Regions from separate parts of the Sus scrofa genome. Here regions 1 and 3 are each linked to region 2. The links are chromatin contacts, called in public Hi-C maps. All regions are on one chromosome and are shown on one strand. The core of a region is the stretch at or near the end of the contact, and the rest is flanking DNA. Distances in the headings are between cores, read along the strand shown. Region 1 holds the start of HACD1 (very-long-chain (3R)-3-hydroxyacyl-CoA dehydratase 1). Region 2 overlaps STAM (signal transducing adapter molecule 1). Region 3 holds the start of STAM (signal transducing adapter molecule 1).

The links. A called contact is a pair of places that touch in the nucleus more often than the background predicts.
Region 1: a Hi-C map of liver shows a contact between it and region 2, with 3 times the contacts expected there. The contact joins the promoter of HACD1 here to the enhancer-like site in region 2. A contact is called at or near these places in 2 of 5 promoter capture datasets (fetal liver and liver), 13 of 47 Hi-C or Micro-C datasets (adipocytes, alveolar macrophages, embryonic fibroblasts and 8 more) and 2 of 2 datasets of contacts at active chromatin or transcription factors (alveolar macrophages and skeletal muscle).
Region 3: a contact with region 2 is called in a Hi-C map of liver, with 2.3 times the contacts expected there. The contact joins the promoter of STAM here to the enhancer-like site in region 2. A contact is called at or near these places in 1 of 5 promoter capture datasets (fetal liver), 9 of 47 Hi-C or Micro-C datasets (alveolar macrophages, embryonic fibroblasts, fetal heart ventricle and 6 more) and 2 of 2 datasets of contacts at active chromatin or transcription factors (alveolar macrophages and skeletal muscle).

What each region holds. Positions count from the first base shown.
Region 1 is chr10:43,927,974-43,931,960 of Sscrofa11.1, forward strand. It overlaps HACD1 (very-long-chain (3R)-3-hydroxyacyl-CoA dehydratase 1), which reads right to left and starts at 1,468. Exons shown (of 7, transcript XM_013980233.2): 1 at 1,127-1,468. The coding sequence starts at 1,383.
Region 2 is chr10:43,982,388-43,986,763 of Sscrofa11.1, forward strand. It overlaps STAM (signal transducing adapter molecule 1), which reads left to right. Exons shown (of 16, transcript XM_021064813.1): 3 at 2,184-2,259; 4 at 2,341-2,436. Among named protein-coding and RNA genes, the nearest start is that of STAM, 38 kb to the left of the region's middle. Within about 2 kb of position 1,389, at least 2 of the 83 cell types and tissues checked have an H3K27ac peak or open chromatin away from gene starts, as enhancers often do. A contact at or near this core is called in liver, where this site is marked.
Region 3 is chr10:43,945,053-43,949,288 of Sscrofa11.1, forward strand. It overlaps STAM (signal transducing adapter molecule 1), which reads left to right and starts at 1,938. Exons shown (of 16, transcript XM_021064813.1): 1 at 1,938-2,198. The coding sequence starts at 2,159.

The DNA.
Region 1 (3,987 bases), core at 218-2,717, 54 kb before region 2:
TTTGGAGAGGGTCAAAAATGTCCCTTACGTTTCAAGTAACAGACCCTGTGCCTGGCACACAGAATTTCCAATAAATGTTAATATTTTTAACCAACTATAATTAATATGAAGCACAAAATAGGTATTCAGTGCTGTGTCAAATCATTTACTAAATCTTTGTCAATCACCTTTTTCTACAAGCCCTAGAGAAGTTTAACTTCCCCCACATTTATACAAGTTAATAATAATTTCATGAGACAACAGGAAAATAACTTTTTTAAACGGCAATGCCATTTAGACACCGGAAAGCATTTTCCCAAGCAGGTTTTGAAAAGCGGTGGACCCAAGCCACTGTGAGAGCTCTTTGCAGTGATAGTCATTGTGTAACCTTAACTTGTAAGTCACACTCAAAGCCAGAAATAAAAGTACAGCCTATCTGTCATGGAGCCCTCAAGATGCTGGACACAAGTGCCATGCTCCGATAAGGTAGGGTTTTTGAAAATCGACCCAAGTAAGAAGCTGTCGGGCTCACTATTACTTAAAAAAAAAAAAAATGCGATGATATGAACCTTTAGGAACACTCTGCCCAGAGATCGGGAGCACAAGGAAATTCACTCCAGAGGCCAGGGGCCGAGGAAGCGGGTTTGGGCCACCGGCCGGGCAGCTTTGGGCTCCGGGGTGGCGGGACCCGGCGTTTGTGCACCAGGAGCTGCAGCAGCGGCGGCGCCCGGTGTGGCCGGGCCCGAGCCGCCTCCCCCGCGAGTCGGCCCCGCATTCCTGCCCGGGTCTATACTTAACCTCCGGCCCGCGCCCCGCGGCCGCCGCGCCACACCGTGCACCGTATTAGGCAATGCCCGGGAAGCAGGGCCCCGGCCCCCCCCGCCGCCCCCCGCGCGCCCCGCTCCGCTCCATTCAAGCCCGGCGACGGTGGCGGCGTAGGCGACAGCGCCCCTCCCCCACGGCCGCCACCCGCTCCCCGTTCCTACACCGCGACCACCCGGCCGCCCTGGACGCACGCGCACAGGCGCCCCCGGCCCGCTAGGCGACCCCTCCAGGGAGCCCAGCGCCCCACGCCGCCCCGCCGGCGGCCGGAGCGCGGAATGTCGGGGGGCAGCGGCGCGGGGAGGGCCCTTCGGGGCGCACGTACCCCGCGGTCATAGCGATGTTGTAGAAGGTGAGCCAGGTGGTGGCCAACAAGCCCAGGCGCCTCCTCTTGCCCGCGGCCTCCCTCTCCTCGCCGGCCTCGGAGGAGCCGCCGTTGGCGCCGTCCTCCTCGCTGGACGCCATGGTGGCCGCGCACCCGGGGGAGGTGGACGACAGGGGCAGGGGAGTGGGAGGGGGCCCGGCCGAGCGCGCCTCTGAAGCGCCGCCGCCCGCTGCCGCCGCCTCTGTCAGGCGCCCCATGTGCCGCGCGCAGGGGGCTCAGTGCCGCCAGCCCGGCCGCCCGCAGTGGGAGGGGCGGGCGCCCCCGGCCACCGCCCCGCCCCTCCCGACCCCCCGTCCCGGGTCCTGCCCACTCCGCCCCCGGTCCTGCCCACGGCCTGCGGGAGCGCGCGTCGCGTGGGGACCGGGCCGCCGGGCCTGGGCGCGGGGGCGCGAGCCCTTAGGTATGATCTGGAGGCTGCAGTGCCGTTTCCGCTTTCGGGAAAACCTCCGCCTTGCTAGCCTGCGGAACCCACTGTTAGACACATCGGGGCTTCTCGACACTGGCGACGGGGGCCCTGCTAGTGCATTTAGTGGAAATACACCTGGACTTGACCGGGCCCCGCCCAGGCTTTGCAGAGATTGTTTGTGGAGAGGGACGGTGGTAGCTTCCCGCCAAAGACTCTTTCTTAAGAGGTTCTGGGGAAGAAGCGCCCACTTCACCATTTTCCCTGCCTGTAGGGCATGTATGGGGACGAGGGGCCCGCAATCAAATTGTCCCACCTGCGTGGATTGCACTGGAGCCAGTGTTCTAAGGGCATTGAGTGCTAGGCAGCGCGGGATTGGGGGGTGGGCGGATAAGAGGGAAGCTGGAGGAAACAGGACATGACGAGACACCGAAGGAGGAAAGTTTGAACAGGTAAAGACAATCGACAGATATAAGGCTAAGAAGACGCTTTCTTGCAGGAAACGTGATATCCCACTGTTATCCATTCTCTCGCTCTCTCTCTTTTTTTTTTTTTTTTCCTACAATCTTCCTCCAAACATACATGCCTTTTCCTAAGAGCTCTTTTCTCTTTCCCCTTAAAGCACACAGTTAAGAAGGCAGGCTCTGGAGTCAGATTACTGAAATTCAAACCCTAAATTCCAAGCTCCACCAGTCTTAGTAGCTGCCTGAGCTCGGGCAACTAAATCGCTCTTATGCCTCAATTTCCTCTACCGGGATCATTTAAAAACCGGCCTCATGGGGTTGTGAGATTTAAGCACTTCCAGGCCTGGAACCGTTTGAGTCACCTGCAAATCAGTGTGTTAGCACGATTGTGGCAACTCGGATCTCCGTTGATTCAGTGAAGGAAAGTCTGCACCAGGCCAGGGAAGCGATCAGCTTCTTGGGTTGTCCTGGAACCTGAGCCTGGCCTGGGGCCAGGGACCACAACCAAAGACCACAGGGACCTGAGTCCAGGAAGCTCCTCTGTGTGGAGAGTCATCTCCAGGTGAATGAGAGGGTCCAGAGCACAGCAAAAGGAAGAAAGTTGTACTTGGTGCACCTGGCTCTGGGCACCTCCCCTAGGCTGCACTACCAGCCCCATCCGGGGATCTTAGATAATTTTGAGGAAGACCGGAAGACATTCCAATAGGGGAGGGGAAGTCTGAGATGTGGCTGGGAAAAAATACTGGCTGCAAATTGTTCAAATTTGATGAAAACTATGACCTGTTTTTAAAGGCATTCACGCTGGGAAATCAGTAAAACTATTTGCAAGTGACAACGTTGTATTCTTAGAGAAGCCTAAGGAATCCATAGAAAAGCTGCTGGAACTCGTTGCAGGATACAAGATCAGTGTAACAAAAATCAATCCTTTTATATGCTGTAGAAAAGGTAGGAATTTAATGTAAAACTATCTAATGCTTATCGGGATCCCAAAACATGAAATATAGAGGGATAAATTTAACAAAACATGTGCAAGACTTGTGCGCTAAACACTATAAATCACCATCAAGGGAAAGTAAAGACCTAAATAAATAGCTATTCCATGTTCATGAACTGGAAGTCCCAAATTATTAAACTAAATTTTCCTCAAATCCCAGCAGAATATTTTTTAATTTGACAAGATAACTCTTAAATATTTACAGAAATGTATAGGAAGAACAAAGTTGGAATACATACATACATACCTGTTTTCAAGACTTTGTATAAAACTGCAGTTTACAAGACAATGTGGTAGGCGCAAGGACAGACATACGGACCAATGAAGAGAGTCCAGATCTCCGTACGTATGGTCAACGGATGGTCAACAAAGATGCAGAGGTAAGCCTTTTTAATAAGGTGCTGAAACAACTGGATGTCCACATTAGAAGAAAAAAAAGACCTTGACCCTTGCCTCACAGACGAGTGTTGAATTGATATGGATCATAAACCTAAACATAAATGCTAAAACTTGAAAACTTGTAGAAGAAAACAGAATCTTTGTGATCTTGGGGAAGGCAAAGATTTCTTAGATACAATGAGGGGGAAAAAAAGCATTAATCATAAAAGACAGATGGGACTTCATCAAAATGTTCTATTATCCCAAAGACACCATTAAAAAAGGGAAATAGGAATTCCCACTGTGACACAACAGGATTGGTGGCATCTCTGCAGAGCCAAGACGCAGGTTCAATCCCCAGCTTAGCACAGTGGTTTAAAGAATCCTGCATAGGTCGAAACTGAGACTCAGATTTAATTCCTGGCCTTGGAACTCCATCTGCCAAGTGGTGGCCAAAAAATATTACACAGTGAAGTATGTGGAATGACTGGCCAACAGGGACCTGTTGGAGAGCATGGGGAAGTCCACCTAATATTTTGTGATAATCTTTGTGAGAAAAGAA
Region 2 (4,376 bases), core at 139-2,638:
TCTATTGAAAAAGGATTTTTTTCTATTTATCGCAGTGCTTAGTAATTATATTTTCAATTCTTAAAGAAAAATTTTAGAATGATTATTCTTCCTGGTCGATTTTTCCAGGGCTTCTTGTAGTTCAGATCACTCGATAATGTTTTTTCTTTTGTATGTGTGTGTCCAGCTGTCCATTTCCTAAACTTCATGATCCTGAGTGGAAACTCTTCATACATGAAATAATCACTGTCCACTTCCCCCTCCTCTTAGTCCCTGGTGACTTCTATTCCATGAACTTGTCTGTTTTAAGTACCTCATATAGGTGTAGTCATATAATATTTATTATCCTTTTGTGTCTGGCTTCTTTCCCCAAGTATGTTTTCAAGGTCCACTGATGTCATAGCATGTGTCAGAATTTTATTCCTTTAGGCTGAATAATATTCCTCTGTATTTTGCTTATCTCTTCATCTATTGATAGCGATATGGCTATTGTGAATAATGCTACTCTGAGCATGGTGTACAAATGTCTGCTTGAATCCCTGCTTTCAGTTCTTGAGGGTGTATACATCAGAGTGGAATTACTGGGTCATATGGTAACTTTTTGTCTAAAATTCTGAGGAACTCTTAAACTTTTGCTAGGTGGTTACCCCATTTTACATCACCACCAGCAACAAAATGCCTCAGGATGTCAGTTTCCCCTCATCCCCAGGGCTTGGTATTTTCCTTTTTTCTATTTTCTTTCTTTCTAAAAATAATAACCATCCTAATGTGTAGTGGTATCTCATTATGATTTATTTTGCGTTTCCCTAATGATGTTGAGCATTTTTTCATGTGTTTTGGGGTCATTTTTACATCCGTTTTGGAGAAATGCCTGTTTGAGTCCTCTGCCCATTTTTCAGTTAGCTTGCTCTTTTTTCTTGTTGTTAAGATGTAGGACTTTTTTTTTTTTTTAATATTCTGGATATTAACCCCTTATTAGATATGTCCTTCCATTTCCAGCAGATTAATTTCATCTAGTTAGGTAATTAGTTCATTTATATGTTTTTCTTTTCTGGAAGTTTTGAGTTCTATATATACCACTTCTTTCTTTGTTATGTTGATGGTTTCATGAACATCTTGAGCGTACTTAGAATAGCTTATGTAATTTGTACATTTCCATTTGACTGACTTTTCTCTTAGTTATGTTTCACTCTTTGCTGCTTCATGTCATAGCCAGTAGTTTTCGATTGAATGCTTACTATTAAGACTCTTACATTGCTGACGGCCAGGTTTTGTTGTATTCCTGTTAATGAATATTGGACTTTATTCTGTCAGAAGTTAACTTACACTTGGATGAACTTTATCCTTCTATGGCTTGTTTTTTAAGCTGTTGTGGAATGGATTTAGAATAGCCTTTTGGACTAGCATAGCCCCATTCCCAAGGTCTGAATGCCCTGCTGCAGGGGCTCTGCACTTTGGTGTGAGCATGGGGAAGCCTTCAATGGAAAGCTCTCTCTCGGTCACTTTCTGCCCAGCCTTGTGCTGTTTTCCATACCAAACCTAAGTGGACCCTTAGGCAGGTATCCAGCGCTCTTTTTTCCTAGAGCTCCTTCTGTGGCCTGCAAATTCTAGCTCGTATAGCCTGTGAGGATTCTGATTCTGTCCTCTCAACCCAGTGAGGGCTCTTCTCTCTTCTTGGGATCACCTTCTCTACCCTGAGATCCAGAAACTGCCCTTAGGCGGAAGGCCTATTCCATTATCTAGAAAGTGCCTCTGGATAGAAAGTTGAGGCAAATATCTGGTTTATCTAATTTGTTTTCCTTAAACATCATCATTCAGCACCACCTGCAGCCTAATGTCCCAAACATGTTTTAAATATATTTTTCCAGTTTTCTAATAGCTTACAACAGGAGTTTAAATCTGGTTCCACTTATTCCATCATGACTGGAAGTAGAAATCTTGGTCTGTCGTTTTGTTTTCAAAACTTTCCACCCAGAATTAGCCCAGAATGCCTAATCTGTGATTACTAAGGAAGAGAGCCTGTTAATTTTGTTTGAAAAGTGTAAAGGAACTTTTGAATGTACAGTTTTTAAATTGCGTCATTAGTAAAAAAGTAAACTTCTTTCCCATATTCTCCTTTTTGTGTAACAGTCTTTTGCTTTTTATAGTTAAGGGGGGAAAAAGGTGGAATGTACTACTAATTGTTACATTTCTTGTTTTTTTAGACCTAAAGATTGTCTTCGCTCTGTTATGAGGAGGGTGAACCACAAAGACCCTCACGTTGCTATGCAGGCTCTGACTGTGAGTGAAACATTTTTCAGATCTACTGCAAAATTGTCTGCCGAAATTGAGCCCTCTTAACTTCTGATTTTATGCTTTTAGCTTCTAGGAGCATGTGTATCAAACTGTGGCAAAATTTTTCACTTAGAAGTATGTTCAAGAGATTTTGCTAGTGAAGTAAGCAACGTATTAAACAAGGTAAGGCACGTTCTTTCCAGAAGTGAACTAAGACTGCCTTCTTTCTCCATGTATGTTTTTGTTGTTTAGTTTTTCACATTATAAATCACAAAGGGTTAGTCCGTGCTTTTTTTTTTTTTTTTTTTTTTTTTTAATATCTCTTTCTAGGCTATGTCTATCCCATGTGTAAGTACATGTTAGGTTTTGCTGAAGAGACTCCAGATTGACATAACTTAGAGAGTTGGTTTTTGTCAAGCCAAATTAGAATATCCGTAACTGCTTTTCTTCATCATTCCTTTCTGCTGATAAAAAATATGTGTAGTTCTTTATCTGATTAAGAGAAAGCAGTTTACTTTAGGCATAGTTTCTGTAATCATTTCTTTTAGTCACAGAGGTACTTTCCCAATAAAGAGCTGTTCAGAAATGTTGAGTTTTTACCTTGACACGAGTAAGACTAGCACCTAACTATCACAAGATTGTGATTTTATACTGTTTAACCATATGTAAAAAATTAAAGTCCAGCAATTTAAGGAATTTAAAAAATTTAATTTAACCTGTGCGTTTTTCCAGTACAAATTCATGCATTCTTAAGGTAATTCTTTCTGCCTCCGCTTTTTTGGGGGAGGGGGAGGTAATTACATATCAAGAAAAATTTAAGTGTTAAAAGGGAAAATGCTTTATGTTTTTGAGCGGGGGATGATTCTCAGATTTTAGTAGGAAATGGTACAAAAATGAGTTAATTTAAAATTCTGTACTTCTTTTAAAACATGGTTACGTGATAATTTTTTCCTTTTCTGCTTTATTCAGTTATGTTTAGGCATTTTCTACTAATTATTAACCATTCTTTTGGTGTCCTGACTATGCATCAAAATGTACACCTATTTATGAAGAGATTCTAAAATAATGTTTAAGTGAGAATGTGTACTCAGTATTTAGTAACATGAAAAACTATTTTGAAAAGCAAACAGTTGCATATAGGAGAAAGAACTCTATTGTCCACATGTCTTACTGTGAACATATTGATTTTATACTCAAGGGGAGATACTATTTTGAAGAATTGAAGTTTCTAGGAATATTGACATGCAGTGGACATCCAGCCAGCCCTCAGATAATGAAGTAACTTGGGAAGAACATAGTCATGCACATTAAAAGTCAGGAATTAGGGGAGTTCCCTGGTGGCTCAGCTGGTCAAGGCTCCAACATTGTCACTGCTGTCGCTCGGGTCAGTGCTGTGGAGCAGGTTTGATCCTTGGCCTAGGAACATGTAAATGCTGCAAGCACACCCTTCCCCTCCTCCCCCAAAAAACAGTCAGGAATTAGAAGTAAAAGAACTGTACTATTTATTCCTTCTTTCCAACTTATTTTTTATTGATCTGCAAAAAACAAAATAACTTTTTTTTTGGTCTTTTTAGGGCTGCACCCGTGGAACATGGAGGTTCCTAGGCTAGGGGTCCAGTTGGAACTGTAGTCGCTGGCCTAAGCCAGAGCCACAGCAATGAGGGATCAGAGCCGCACCTTCTACCCACACCACAGCTCATGGCAATGCTGGATGCCCAACCCACTGAGCAAGGCCAGGGATTGAACCCGCATCCTCATGGATGCTGGTTGGGTTCGCTAACTGCTGAGCCTTGACGGGAACTCCAAGCAAAACAACTTTTCTTTGTCATCCTCAAGTATAATGTTTGCTTAGTTGCAAAATACAATGAAAAGTCCTGTCTTTCTGACCTCCAAAATGTTATTATATATTTAATGTTTTAATTTAATGTGAGATATGTGACGGTATCTCTTTTTTTTTGTAGTGTGAAAATAAAATTAGTTTATTTTTAGTAGCCATCTGTATTTTCTTATAGATCATCTATAGCTAAGGATAATTTATGATTAAAAAGAGATCTGTAACACTATATAATACAACTTTTATATTTATGTTATCTGTATTAAATCATTAGCCAGGATATTAGTGC
Region 3 (4,236 bases), core at 688-3,187, 37 kb before region 2:
GCTCTGTCAGCCCAGTAATCAGGAACCGGTTTTTAAAACAGAATGCTCTGCTTCACATATCAACAGTGATGTTTTGGAAGAATTCTATACTTGTCATAATGAAACACAAGCAAGCATTGATACTGGCTCCTTAAAATGTTAACAACCAATGGTATTAACATAGCATATTTTTATATTGTGTTAATTTTTCTGCTTTTGAAAGAAATACGGACTCGTTAAAAACTTCGGAAAAACAAAATGAACAAAGAACATAATTACCATTCGGAGATGATTACGTCATTGGTCATTGTAGTCTCACCTATTTCCTTTCAGACTTTAAAAAATCTGGGGTATTTTGTAATCATATGGTTGTTTAAGCTGTTTTTAAAAACAGATATATTTAGATGTCTTTCTATGTAAATATATTATCACCTTTATTAGCTGGGAATTTTTACATTGTTTGTGCTATAATTTACTTGACCAATACTAGTTAAAGCAATTACACTTTTTAGTGTTTACTCTATGTTAGGCACCTAATTTTGTATTTTAATTTGTGTTCATCCATTGGATCATTACAACCCAATTTTTAATTCCTGTTTTGTACAGATGAGGAAACTGAGGCACCAAGAGGTGAAGTAATTTGTTCACTCCCTTGATGTTGGACATTTTAGTGTTTAACCATGCTTTGACATTATAAACAATGTTTCACAAACATCTTTGATCATGTTCTTAACGAATGCTTTTAGGATAAATCCCAGAAAGTAGAATTGTTGGGTCCACAGCTATTCACATTTTTAAAAGCTTGTGTTACGTACTTTCAAATATTTCTCTTAGGGACACTAATAATTTCATCAACCAAAGTGTACAGTTCTCCACATCCATGATCCTTTTTCATTTTGAATGACAAAAACGTACCTAAATGCTACTTTAATCTGCGTTTTTCACTCTTAGAAATGAGATTTCATTCTTAATAAATTTTTGTAAGCACTCTTTTCGTATACCACAATACTAATCCCTGTTACTGACATGTTGTAAACGTTTATATGCTACATTTGGAAGTGCTCTAATTTTGATACATTAACATAATTCCAATTTACATGCAAGATGCATGTAAGATGTTCCAAGTGGGATGTAAAGATCTCTAGAAGATACTCCTTAAAATTCGTACATGATATATCCTTAAGGTAAACGTACAATACAATCATTGAATATTTTAAGTTATTAAGAATCACCTATCAATCGCTATCTCCATTTTTTTTTTGTTTTCTTTCTTTCTTTGCTCGGTTTTGGGGGTTATCATAGACCACCGTGGGTTGTGCAACTGGTTTTCCAATCATCGTAAACACACAGTGACTGCACAGTTAGTCAGTAGGTGCCAACGCCCAACTGGAAGTGCTTTCGGCAGAGCTTCTGAAGCGGACGTCTGGGGACTCTCGGGAAGGTGCCAGGGTTACCTCGCCTCCGCGAGGGAGCTGCGCGCCCTGACACTCCCCTCTTAGGGATTCGGGCCAATCCCTCCCGCTCACATGACTTCAACCTGAGCCAGTTTCTGGTCACTGCAGACAGCGAACTGAACTCACAGCCTTTTTACTTAGATGCGCCCGAGAGAAGGCACTTCCATCCTCCTCCACAAGGATCACAAAATTATGATAACCAACAGAGAGAGGGGAAAAGGGGCTCTCCCTGTACTCAAACACGACCCTTTTCTATCTGCTCACTCTCTGATTCACTCCTGGGCTCACTAGTGGGCTTCTGCGCGCCTGGAGGACCCCGCCCTCCGGAGGCTCCCGGCCAAAGCTAAAGCAGAAAATGCAGGTGTCACTGCCCCTCTCTCGCGTGGCTAATCAAGAGGGGGGCCGGATGGAAGGGGCGCTGGGATGGGGCCTGTTTTGGCGGGGCAGATTCCGGGCAGGTTCTGGGCAGGCAGCGCCGAGGGCGCCTAGATTCCCGACAGGCTCCGCGCGCGCAGGGGGCCTTCGCGGCTTCTCAGCTCTTGCCGCGCCGCCGCCGCCGCCGCCGCCGCGGTAATTGGGGGTCGGGGAGAGGAGGAGCTGCCGAGGTCCCCGTGGACTCCGTCTGCGTCGCTGTTTTTGCCTGAGTAGTCTCCTTTCCCACGTCCCAGCCTGACTCCCGTGCTGTCGAGGGGGAGTCCCTGCGGACACCTCTGCACGCAGTGGAGATGCCTCTCTTTGCCACCAACCCCTTTGATCAGGATGTGGGTGAGTGCTTTGGTCGCTCCCAGCCCCACCCCCTCGGCGGACCGCGAGCCCACGCTGCCGGCTCTCCGCGGACCTTCTGGGCCCCCCGGGCCGGGGCCGAGTTCTTCCCCTTTACAGAGGCTCTTTCTGTACGAGTTTGGAGGAGGTTGAGGGCTTGGCGCATCCTTTTTGAAAGAAATGAGACTGAGGGAGCCTGCAAAATGGGCCTTGAGCTGGGGCTGTGGGCTTGGAAAAAACTGCTTGAAAGGTGGATGTGGGAGGCCGCGGAGGAACAGCTGGTACAGCATTTGGTGCCGGGACCGTGCTTCTGGGTGAACGCACTTGAAAGCAAGGGAGTCTCAGCCAGCGTGGGATGATAAGCCCTGTAAAAAAGTGTTTCCCGGGACGTATGTCAAAGGTTTTAGGTTAGCTTCCTTAGAGGATTTTTAAAAATCCGTTTTAGGACTGTAACGGAAGGAGAGAGCTTCTGTTTAAGGATAGACTCTCAAAGGTATTGGGGGAAAGAGAGAGGAAAATGGAATACTTGGCAGCAACAGAAACCGAATTGAGGACCTGAGCCACTGGGCTGCTTTCCTCTCAGTGCTTTAAGAATTGTGGAAGAGGACCTGGAACTTTGACAATCCTAATTTGTTGTGAATTTGAAGTGCTCTTTTGGGGGGGGGCGGGGCTTTCTGAATCATTGGTTTTAAATACTGATCATACCGATTCAACAGGTTAGCTTTGTATTTATTTTGTTTTATTTTTTCTGATCTGAGGGTGATCATTACAGGAGTTTTGAGTTTTCAGGGAGAGAAGTTTGGAATGCTTTGAATCCCCTTGGGACCTACTTTGGTACGTACACACGTGTGGAATGAAAGCAAGTTAAGAACCAAGTCTGGTTACTCTAGTAAAGAAGAATAAGGGCAACCTTAGGGAGGTTTTTTTTTTTTTAATGTCTTTGTTTATTTTAATTAAGAAGGAATTGAATTTTGCTTTTTTAACTCCAGCTTACTGCATGCCACTGAAACTTGAAGGTTTGGGTTGAGATGAGAAAAGGGTTCAGCCCTACCTCTGACACTGCCCAGCTCAAAGTGAGATCCCAACGTTCTCAAACTAAAGAGAGGGAAGACATATTGATTCACTGTTTGTGGTTCAGTGAATTAATATGTAATAGTTAATAAATAATTGGGAAGTTACATTTAATTTAAAAAGGACTTAGCACACACTCTTGACAGGACACTGCTGCGTGGCATAAGAGTGATGAAGAAGTTGTGGTTGCTGCTCTCAGGCAGTTTTGTAACTTACTACATTAATTTCCAGGGCAAATGCTTAAGATAAAACATTTTCTTGATACTTGCTCCTTTTATTTCCAGCAGCTTGATCTGATTGATTTTCATGGTTGTGTATAATCTAGCTTCCAAACTACCCAGTCACTTTTATATCTTATTGCTTTTTGAACCCACATTTCCATTGGGTTCAGATACATTTCTTTTTTTTTTTTTTGGTCTTTTTGCTATTTCTTGGGCCGCTCCCGCAGCATATGGAGGTTCCCAGGCTAGGGGTCCAGTCGGAGCTGTAGCCTCCAGCCTATGCCAGAGCCACAGCAACAAGGGATCCGAGCCGCGTCTGCAACCTACACCACAGCTCACAGCAACGCCGGATCATTAACCCACTGAGCAAGGGCAGGGAACGAACCCGCAACCTCATGGTTCCTAGTCGGATTCGTTAACCACTGCGCCACGACGGGAACTCCTCCTTTTTTTTTTAAACATTTTAAAAATTATAATTTTTTTTTTTTCCTTTTTTGGTTGTCCCCCAGTATATGGAGTTCCTGGGCCAGGGATCAAATCCGAGCTGCAGTTTCAATGTATGCTGCAGCCCTGGATCCTTAATGAGGAATCAGACCTTCTTCCCAGTGCTCCAAAGATGCTGCCAATCCTGTTGCACCACAGCAGGACTCCCAGATAAATCTCTTAATGCCAAACCCTTTCTCAACACTTACGCCACCCAGTTCAAACGCAGAGCTCCTTATTGCTTTTATGCTTTTTGCTTGATTATT